Regions from separate parts of the Mus musculus genome. Here region 2 is linked to region 1. Evidence: chromatin contacts called from public HiChIP or PLAC-seq data. All regions are on one chromosome and are shown on one strand. Each heading gives the region's core, a stretch centred on a gene start, on an enhancer-like site or on the middle of the called end of the contact. The rest is flanking DNA. Distances are from core to core; before and after follow the strand shown.

Region 1 (5,413 bases), core at 791-3,290:
AGACAGGGTTTCTCTGTGTAGCCCTGGCTGTCCTGGAACTTACTTTGTAGACCAGGCTGGCCTCGAACTCAGAAATCCGCCTGCCTCGGCCTCCTCCCAAGTGCTGGGACTAAAGGCGTGTGCCACCATGCCCAGCTGAACCCAGGACATTCTTAACACTCAATTTCCACCCACTTCTGAGAAAGAAGTATCAGTCATAAGAAAGACTTTTACTTAAACATTTTGTAAAGGATTTGCACTATATGAAACCTATTAACGATATCCATCCAAAGTATAGAGAAAAAGACAGGGAAAATAGTAATATAATAATGACCATGAGAGAAAAAACAAAAACACTGGTGTACTAGTGAAGAATGGTTGTGGTGGCACATGCCTCCAATCCAACACTTGGGAGGCAGAGTCAGGCAGACCTCTGAATTCTAGGTCAGCTTGGTTTACAGAGTGAGTTCCAGGTTAGCCAGGGAAACCCAGTCTTGAGAAAACAAACAAGACAAAAAACACCCACAAAGCAAAAAACCAAAAACTAAAAAACAGTAAAGGAATGAAACACTCAAGAACCCAAGGCCAGGCGTGGTGGCGCACGCCTTTAATCACAGCACTCAGGAGGCAGAGGCAGGCAGATTTCTGAGTTTGAGGCCAGCCTGGTCTACAAAGTGAGTTCCAGGACAGCCAGGGCTATAAAGAGAAACCCTGTCTCGCAAAAACCAAAAAAAAAAAAAAAAAAAAAAAAAAAAGAACCCAAGTATGCTTAGTAATTAACACAGTATGCTGATATAAACATTGAAAACCCATTCTTGAGATACATTTGTAAATATAGAAATAAATTGTATGCATTATGTGGCACTTTGGGGTCAGTACTTAAGGTATAGTTTTTGAATATTTTCCAACTACACCAAGGTTTCATGTCTTATGATATAATTTGAAATTTTAAAGAAATCAGATCTGCCACTTAAAGCTTAGGAAACTTTAAAGTATCTCTGACCCCAAGTATTTTAATTTTGAAGATCTTAGTGGTCAAAATCTTGTAAAATAGAAAATAAAATTAGGGTGGTTTTGTCCTATAGGTTAAAGCCACAGTGGTAGATGAAAATCAGAAGAGACAGGAACTATTTTAAACAATAAAAATGGTTATCAATTAAATGGGTTTTTTTTTCCAGTTTAATTGACAGTGATATTGAAAGAATGGTGGGTCGAAAATCATCCGTGGAGCAGAATAACAATAGACCCTATAATTACAGTCTTCGAGAAAAGTTGCCCTAGCTGTCCTTAGCTTTTCAGCAGGCGGTTTGTTCTTGCTAGAAATTACTAGGGAGCGTAGTTGAATGTCAACACCCTGAAAAGGGCCTCAGGGTCAAGGTAGTTTGCATATCTTCCAACTCATTCATTTCATAGGCTTCGAGGACTCTGTCACTGAAACCCTGAGGGAACTTTCAGACCCTGGCTAGAGAATGAGAGACAAAAGGGCTGACTTCTAACAAAACCCCCAAATAGTGGAGAAAGCACAGTTGGGCAGGACCCAGCTAGAGTAGATTGTTTGGCCAGGCCAAGGGGCGGAGCTCGCGGGGCGGAGCCTGGCAAGGGGAGGAACCAGGAGGAAGAACCCTTGGTCCCCAGCCAGGTGAGCTCCCAGAGCTATGGGGCGGAGTCTGGTGAGGAGGCGGTACCCTAGGGGCGGAGTCAGGAGACCGTGGCTGAGGGGTGGAGTCAAGTGGTGAAAGGCTCGATGACGGGGAGGAGCCTGAGGTTGGGAGCCCCAAGGGAATGCAGTTGTGGGCGGAGCCAAGGGGGTCGGAGCTACCGGATGAGGTCCGGACAGGAGGAACCAGAACGAGGCGGGGTGCGGTAGGCTACGGACTCCTCGGAGGCGGAGCCATTGGGACTTGAGTCCGCGAGGGTGGGACGGGGTCAAGTACTGGGTTTAGTTCTGCGCAGAACACGCTTAGGGACTGGATTGGAAGGCCGGGGGCGGGGTGGGGGCGAGGCCCCGGCGTCCGGACTCCGCACGCTGTCTGCGCAGGCTCATTGTGCCTTACGCTGGGCAGTCCGTTACGCTAGGCTGCTAACATGGCTGCCTCCAGGTGGCTGCGCGCGGTTCTACTGTTTCTGTGTGCCTCGGACCTTCTGTTGCTCCCTCCTCCTAATGCCTACGCGGCGGACACTCCGGGCGAGGCCACCCCACCTCCACGGAAAAAGAAGGACATCCGCGATTACAACGATGCCGACATGGCGCGACTTCTGGAGCAGTGGGAGGTCTGTGTCGCCTGCACACTTCTGAGCATCTCCCATACAGATCCCTTTTCTCCTAACCCTTACCCTCTCGGACATTTGACCTTCTGACTTTTGTCCCCTGATCCCGCTCGCTGCCCTCTGAGGGTCTTTCTTGAAATGTCTCCCAGTACCCGTTGACTCCCGCGTCTCTCTTCATTCCACCACGGCTCAGGCCTCTCGCCCAGTGTCTTTCGCTATCATGGCTCCTCAGCCACTCCAGTCAGCACTTGGACTCTCACCAGTCAAGCCCTACTTTCCTTGCTATGTCGCAGGGGTCTCTACATTGATCTTGGTGGTTTGTGAGCCGCGAACAGGGAGCGAGCGCTCCTGAAGAGCATTCCCTCCTTCCTCCTCCTGTTCTGGAGTGAATGGGTTCTAAAGGTGGTCTCTCAACTTTTTTTTAGCTTTGATAGAGATCTTTCCAAATATAGAGGGTTTCCGACTTCTTTTGGTGTATATTCCTGCTGGGGCTTTTGTAATTTCTTGGGTGGGTTTATTTTACTGGTAAAGGGAACTAAGGCATATCTCATATGCAACTCAGGTTTTTCATTGATGGGAGTAGTGGACTTGTTTTGTGAGAGGCCGAATTCTGGTCTGTTACTTGATTGCATTTGGGGTATGCAAAAGGTTCTAAGGAGGGATTCCTGATCAAAAGTACACTGCAGCCCTTGATTGTACTGTCGTATTTGATTGGCACAGCTGATGGAAAGGAATCACACACATAGCTATATTCACTGTGTAAGGTTCTCTGCCAGAGAACTTTTCAGAGTTTGTTTCCAATGCTGATTTTTTTTTTAACTTGTGGCTAACTATATTGTTGGAAGGAGGTAAGACTTTTGGGCATACATTTAAAATATCCACCTGTTGGATTTGACTTAAAAAGGGGGGACTCCTGTTGTTGTTCTCTGTACCCAACAGAAGAATTGGAGTAGTGGGGCCATGGTAGTGCAAGGTTGTAATTCCAGCACTTAAGAGACTAGTGGAGGAGGCTAGCCTTAGTTAAACCTGGGCTACATAGTAAATTTCAAACTGGTTTGGGCTCCACTGTGAGATTCTGGAAAGAAAATTTGGAGTAGATTTGAGTGGGTATGACTCCTTTCAATTTCCAACTGTCCTTTTTGGACTCTAGTAAATAATGCCTTTTAACCTGCTAAAGTGAACCTTGCCTTGTGAGAGGCCTAGCCATGGACAGTGCTCAGACCCCGAGGAAGAGGAGGTCACAGAGATGAGCAAGACATCTGTCAGAACAAGGGGGTAGGAAATAACCCTCGTAAACAGAAACAGAAATGGTTGGATCTTATAAAGAGGAAGTGTTGTGTGGGAATGTCAGAGGGCAACAGGGAGCAGGTTTGATTTTAGACAGGACAGGAGAGTATTCTAGTCTATTAGAGAGATGTGTACTGAGCTGAACAGCAGAGACCAACAGAATAACATTCCCTGCATTTAATACAAACACACTTGTGAATGTGGTCTAGTAGAGATCTCTGTGCCTATATATGTACCTCAGCATGCATATGAAGGTCCAAGAACAAGTTGGATGTAGTTGGTCATTTCTTTCCTTCTACCATGTGGGCCCTGGGGATTAAACTCAGGTCATCATATCTGCCAAGGCAAGCGCCTTGCCCACCAAGCCAACTTACCATCCCCTTTGGGGATTATTTATTTCTGTCTGTTGTGTACGTTCTTCCATTTATTAGTTATTCCATTTATTAACTATTTATTGATATTCTACTGATATTCTTTTTCTTTCTTTATGTTAATATGGACTTAGAGAATTATAAATCCTCACTACTATTTTGATGTTCATATTATTCCAGATTTGGCCCTAGAACTGCTTCAGGTTGTTGTCCATGGCATTCTGACTTGTTATATGAGTGATTCTTGCTGAGGCAAAAAAGATATTTAAGGCTTCACTTTTTGTTTTCCATAGGGTGACTAGTCTTTTCTTCAAGAAACCTCTGTCTTAATATTTTTATCTACCCACTCATCCAGGTACCTCTCAAATCAATGTGCCTGCATTTCCAGCCTGTACCCACAGGGTGCTCTCTTCCTGCTTCCATGTGGCATTTTTCCCCAAGTGAGGAATCTGCTATAGTCATCCTTCGCATGTGTACACTTTTGCTCCTTCCTAAAATTCACAGGTGTTTTCAGGATTGCTAGGACACACCACTACATAGAAGAAGTATGGGGGTTGAACATTTGCATGCAGTGAATTGTGGGTTTTAAGGATGCAACATGAGGAGTTTGTTTGTTTTGCTCTGCTGGAAGCAAGGACTCAGGACCCTGGGGTTGCTAGACATGACCTCTGTCTCTGATAACCTACACTTTATTGAAATACAGAACGGAGTGAGTCCTGGGATCACAGACCATCACACCGAAAGGTTCCTTTGTGTTCTTTCTCAGTCAGACCCATCTCATATCCTCCCAGAAGCAATCAGTGTTCTAATTCCTGTCCCCCCACATTATTTTTACTTGTTCTTGATACCTTAAATAAATGGGATTGTATAATATGTCTTTCTTTTATGCCTGGCACCTGTTATTTTAACAAAAGAAAATTGCCTTAGTGGTGTTGGCAATTTACCTCAAGGCCTCATCCTGAATGACATGTACTCTACCACTAAGCCATATCTCCAGGCGTGTTTGTAGGTAAGGTCTTGCTAAATTGCTTAAGTTGGCCTTGAATTCTCACTTTCTCCTTGAGATCACTGGGAGTCACTGAGAGTACAACCCTCAGCCGTTATACTTGTATTTGAGATCTGTTGTATGTGTATTTGATTTTCATTGCTAGGTAGCATCTATAACCACACCAGAATGTGGCTGTTTTTATAATCTAAATTGAGATTAAATTGGGAATAGGAACATTATGGAAACCTATGTGATGCAGGACCCCTAAGTATTGTCAAGGGGGATATCCTTGGACATTTTGTTTGTGTAGTAGTTTGGTGGTGTGCCCCTGCGTCTGACATCCTGGGCAGAACCTGTGCAAGTGCAGAGAGCGTCTCTGATGACAGGTTAATGCTCCCTCTCTCCTGACAGAAAGATGATGACATAGAAGAAGGAGACCTTCCAGAACACAAGAGACCCTCAGCACCTATCGACTTCTCAAAGCTAGACCCAGGCAAACCTGAGAGCATCTTGAAAATGA
Region 2 (4,770 bases), core at 836-3,335, 210 kb after region 1:
GTGTCAACTTGACACAGCTGGAGTGATCACAGAGAAAGGAGCCTCCCTTGAGGAAATGTCTCCATGAGATCCAGCTGTAAGGCATTTTCTCTTTTGTTTTGGGTTTTGTTTTGTTTGTTTGTTTGTTTGTTTTCGAGACAGGGTTTCTCTGTGTAGTCCTGGCTGTTCTGGAACTCACTCTGTAGACCAGGCTGGCCTCGAACTCTGCCTCCCAAGTGCTGGGATTAAAGGCGTGCACCACCACGTCTGGCCAAGGCATTTTCTCAATTAATGATCAAGGGTGAGAGGGCCCAGCCCATTGTGGGTGGTGCCATCCCTGGGCTGGTAGTCCTGGGTTCTATAAGAAAGCAGGCTGAGCAAACCAGGGAAGCAAGCCAGTAAGAAACATCCCTCCATGGCCTCTGCATCAGCTCCTGCTTCCTGACCTGCTTGAGTTCCAGTCCTGACTTCCTTTGGTGATGAACAGCTACATGGAAGTGTAAGCTGAATAAACCCTTTCCTCCCCAACTTGCTTCTTGGTCATGATGTTTGTGCAGTAATAGAAACCCTGACTAAGACATCACTGAACCCCCAGAACAAGAGTGTCAGAATGTGTTCTCTGAGTCAGAGGCAAAATGCTGAACCTGGTATGTCAATCACTCTAAGATCTGATTAAAAGATTATATATGGAGTGGGAGAGAAGAAGGCTTAAGAACATTGGCTGCTCTTCTAGAGGATCTGGGTTTGAATCCCAGTGCCCACACAGCCATTCACAAAGCACCTGTAAGTCTAGTTCTAGAGATTCTTATGTCCTCTTCTGACTTCTGGCAGGTAATAATATGCACATGGTGCATAGACAAACATGCAGGCAGAAACACTCATGCATATAAAATAAAAAAATATTTAAAAGACTGTATTATACATTTTCTATACATTAGTTATATGTCAGGTAGTCTTGGTTCTAAGAAACAGCCTGGGGTTTTTACTGAAAGGGGCAGAAGTCACCTCTAAAATGACAGACAACATGTGGCTTGAAGAATACGCCCTTAGTCTCATCAATCTATCCATTGCCTGAGATTTTCTTAAGCTGCTTGAGAACCTGGGGCACAGGAGGGGTCTAAGTGCACCTCACAAGGACCCTTCCTAACCAGGGCCTAGTGTGACAACGGAGACGCCTGAGGCATGGTGCTTGCAAAGAGCATTGTCTTTGATGGACAACTGAGTGAGTATATTTGCATATACTAAATAAAGGAGTTGTACCTAGAGTCAATGAGGAATTACTATGAAAAAAGAATACAGAAGCTACCAGGTGACTAGGCACGGGCCTCAGACAGACAATTTCCCTGTGTACGAAGGGATTTTAGCCAGCTTGAGTGTGGCAAGCATAGCTCTGGCAGGCCTGCCCTTCTCCCTGATTCCCTCTCCCTTGCTAAAATCTGAAGATTACATTCTTGAAGGTAGCCCCCAAAATCCCTATTCCCTTATTTGGCCACTTCCTCCTCCTGAGGCTAACTACCAAGGTTCAGCTCTTTAAGTATTAAAGTCCAGCAATCAAAAGTCTCCTTTGGCTCACCTAGTTAACATGCCAGTTAGAATCAAACACCTCATCCTAACACAGGGTTTCCCCATGTACCCTTACCCTTATAAACTAGCATTTTCCTAATGACCACATCTGTCTCCTCTCTAACCAGAGGCAGTCCTTTGACCCACTTTAGGACAAATGCCCCTTACCCCTCTTTCTTGTTCCCTTCTCCTTCTCTCTCATCCTCTACCTCCTGTCTTTGTCCCTTATCCCTGTCCTCTGTCCCTCTGGGCAAAGACATCTCCTTTGTACTGAGAACTTAGTCTGACAACTTGGTCTTTGGGGTCCTGAGCCCAAAGGATACCTTCCCTCTCAATAGAAAATTGTCAAATGTCCCGTGTGATTTCGAAATATTCTTATCTCTTGAATGATCAGGGATATAATATTTAATATTTAGGCAAAATACACCAAGTCAGATACAAGTGGTGAAGTCTAGAACTCTAATCCAATGTGGAGAGGAGACATTGCACCCTGGCTTTCAAAAATGAGTTGGCATAGTTCTAGTGGGGCTGAAGGCACATCCCTAAGACTCAGCTGTACTCCACCCTTGGCAGTGGACCAATATCATCTGGGAGATTCTATGAAATGTGTAGTCTCAAATCATCATGGATGTACTAAGTCAAAATCTGCATAATGGGAGTGCACATGGAGACGAGGAACCCTTTTTAGGGCAGCTTTTTCACTTTTACATGCCCACCTGGGAATCTGGAGGTATTTTGTTTAAAAGTCCACATGCCCAGAGCAACTGTGATAGTTTGCATATGCTTGGCCCAGGGAGTGGCACTATTAGGAAGTGTGGCCATGTGGGAGTAGGTGAGTCACTGTGGTCGAGAGCTTTAGTACCCCTGTCCTAGCTGCCTGGAAGTCAGTATCTGCTAGCAGCCTTCAGATGAAGATGTAGAACACTCAGCTCCTCCTGCACCATGCCTGTCTGGACACTGCCATGTTCCCACCATGATAATGGATTGAGCCTCCGAACCTGTAAGCCATCCCCAATTAAATGTTGTCCTTACAAGAGTCGCCTCACAGCAGTAAACTCTGAGACTGTAACAAAATCAGAATCTGTGAGGGTGAGGATTCAGGCACCAACATAGTTAAATGCAGCTTGGGAATTTCAACACATTAGTAAGATTAAGGACCATCAGGAAGAAGTCTTAAATCATGAGATGTGCAAAACCTGTTTGTTAAGAAAAAAAACTGGGACTGGAGAGATGGCTCAGCCATTAAAGGCTAGGCTCACAACCAAAAATATAAGAAAAACATGGAATTCAAATGAAATGCCCATTGTTCATCCATAGCATAAATTGGAATATATTCATAGAATAGCAACAAATACTCATGTGCTATAGCTACATGAATTAATAGGGGCTGCAGTCTGGATCTGGAATGCATCCCCAAAGCCCATGTGCTACGTCTAGAAACTTAGCCATTTCTTCTAAATTTCAAATTTATTCAGTGTATGCTTACAGAATAGTCCCCAAGGATCCCCTGGATTTCAGTAGTATCTGTAAAAATGGCTCTTGTTCATCTCATTTCAAGTTCTATTCATGTTAATGACTTGGCCCTCACCTTGGTGCTACCAGGACATATTCAAGACCTTTGAGAGGTGGTGTATAGTGAGAGATTAGGCCACTAAAGGGTGACTTCTAAGGGAATTATGGGACTCCACTGCATTCCTCATCGTTTTCCTGATTTGTCACATACTCCTGTAACGATCTTCCACACCACATAAACAAAAAGCATGGAGCCAATGAATGTGGATTGTAATCTCCAAAGCTAGATCAAAACTAAATTATAACTAAATTGAAATTATTTCTCTTTTGGGGTGGCTTATCTGAGATGTTGTTACAGCAATGGAAAGCTAACTGACACACAATAAAACGTGACTAAAAAATTAATGCAAGGATCAGTGAAACATGAATTGGTTACTTGAAAAGATTAACAAGACTGGTAAGCCCTTGGTGAAACTGACAGAGAGAGAGAGAGAGAGAGAGAGAGAGAGAGAGAGAGAGAGAGAGAGATTAATATAATTTGTGATGAGAGGAACAAGAACAATCACAGAAAATACAACTGAAATTCAAAGATTCATTGGGGAATATTCTGAAAACATGCACTGAATAAACTTGAAATTTTGAAAAAAAACCTAAGTTTCTAGACAGAAGTGATTTATGAAAATTGAGTCAAGAGGATACAAACAACTTAAACAGATTAATAATGAGAAATGAGATTGACGCAGTAATAGAAAGTGTTCAAACAAAAATAAAATAAATAAAATGATAGCCCAAAACTGAGCAGAATCACTCTGGATGCTATAGACCTTCAACAAAGGATCAATACCAATATGTCTCCAACAGGTCCATAAAACAGCAGTGGAAGGGATGCTCTGAAAGTGGTGCTAGGAAGCTGGTATCACTTTGAAACCAAACCAGATAAGGACATAGATACACACACATACACACACACACAGAGGGAGAGAGGGAGAGAGGGAGAGAGGGAGAGAGGGAGAGAGGGGAGAGAGGGAGAGAGGGAGAGAGGGAGAGAGGGAGAGAGGGAGAGAGGGAGAGAGGGAGAGAGGGAGAGAGGATAGAACAGCTTCCTTGATGACTATATGTAGTGGTTTGAATATGCTTGGCCCATAGGGAGTGGCACTTGGGAGGTGTGGCCTTGTTGGAGGAAGTATGTTACTGTGGGTTAGGCTTTGAGACTCTCCTCATAGCCAAGTGGGAGCCAGTCTTCTTTTTTTTTTTTGCCTTCAGAATAAGATGTAGAACTTTCAGTTCCTCCAGCACCATGTCTGCCTGAATGCTGCCATGCTTCCTGCCTTGATGATAATGGAATGAACCTCTGAACCTGTAGGCAACCCCCAATTAAATGTCTTGTATAAGAGTTGCCTCGGTGTTTCTTCACAGCAATGGAAACCCTAACCAAGACACTATAAATACGAACATTGTTAAAATATACTTGCAAACTGAAATTAAAAAACGTCTTAAAAGATCATTCATAAAGGTCACACAGCATTTTCATTCTGGGTGAAAAGTCAGAAAGAAAGAGAAACAGTCAAGAGAGCAAGCTACTTGAGAGAGAGAAGGTCTGTAGTAAGGGGGTGATTCTACAAAGGGGCTTCCTGTAAGAATCAAAGTCCTCTTCCACTTATGGAGAAGGAAGTGGAAGAGTTTTCTTTTCTGGTCAGCAGCTAGCATTGCTAGAGG

Evidence for each region. HiChIP or PLAC-seq counts read pairs in DNA pulled down with a chosen protein or histone mark.
Region 2: a contact with region 1 is called in a FOXA1 HiChIP or PLAC-seq map of pancreatic cancer cells. The contact joins the enhancer-like site here to the promoter of Mesd in region 1. A contact is called at or near these places in 2 of 484 Hi-C or Micro-C datasets (the NIH/3T3 cell line and embryonic stem cells), 9 of 115 datasets of contacts at active chromatin or transcription factors (the 230-238 cell line, embryonic stem cells, epiblast stem cells and 5 more) and 2 of 9 other capture datasets (liver and pancreatic islet).

Annotation. Positions count from the first base shown.
Region 1 is chr7:83,890,226-83,895,638 of GRCm38.p6, forward strand. Mesd (mesoderm development LRP chaperone) reads left to right here and starts at 2,041. Exons shown (of 3, transcript NM_023403.4): 1 at 2,041-2,250; 2 at 5,305-5,413. The coding sequence starts at 2,065.
Region 2 is chr7:84,098,521-84,103,290 of GRCm38.p6, forward strand. No RefSeq gene overlaps it. Among named protein-coding and RNA genes, the nearest start is that of Cemip, 14 kb to the left of the region's middle. Within about 2 kb of position 2,086, at least 6 of the 459 cell types and tissues checked have an H3K27ac peak or open chromatin away from gene starts, as enhancers often do. A contact at or near this core is called in pancreatic cancer cells, where this site is marked.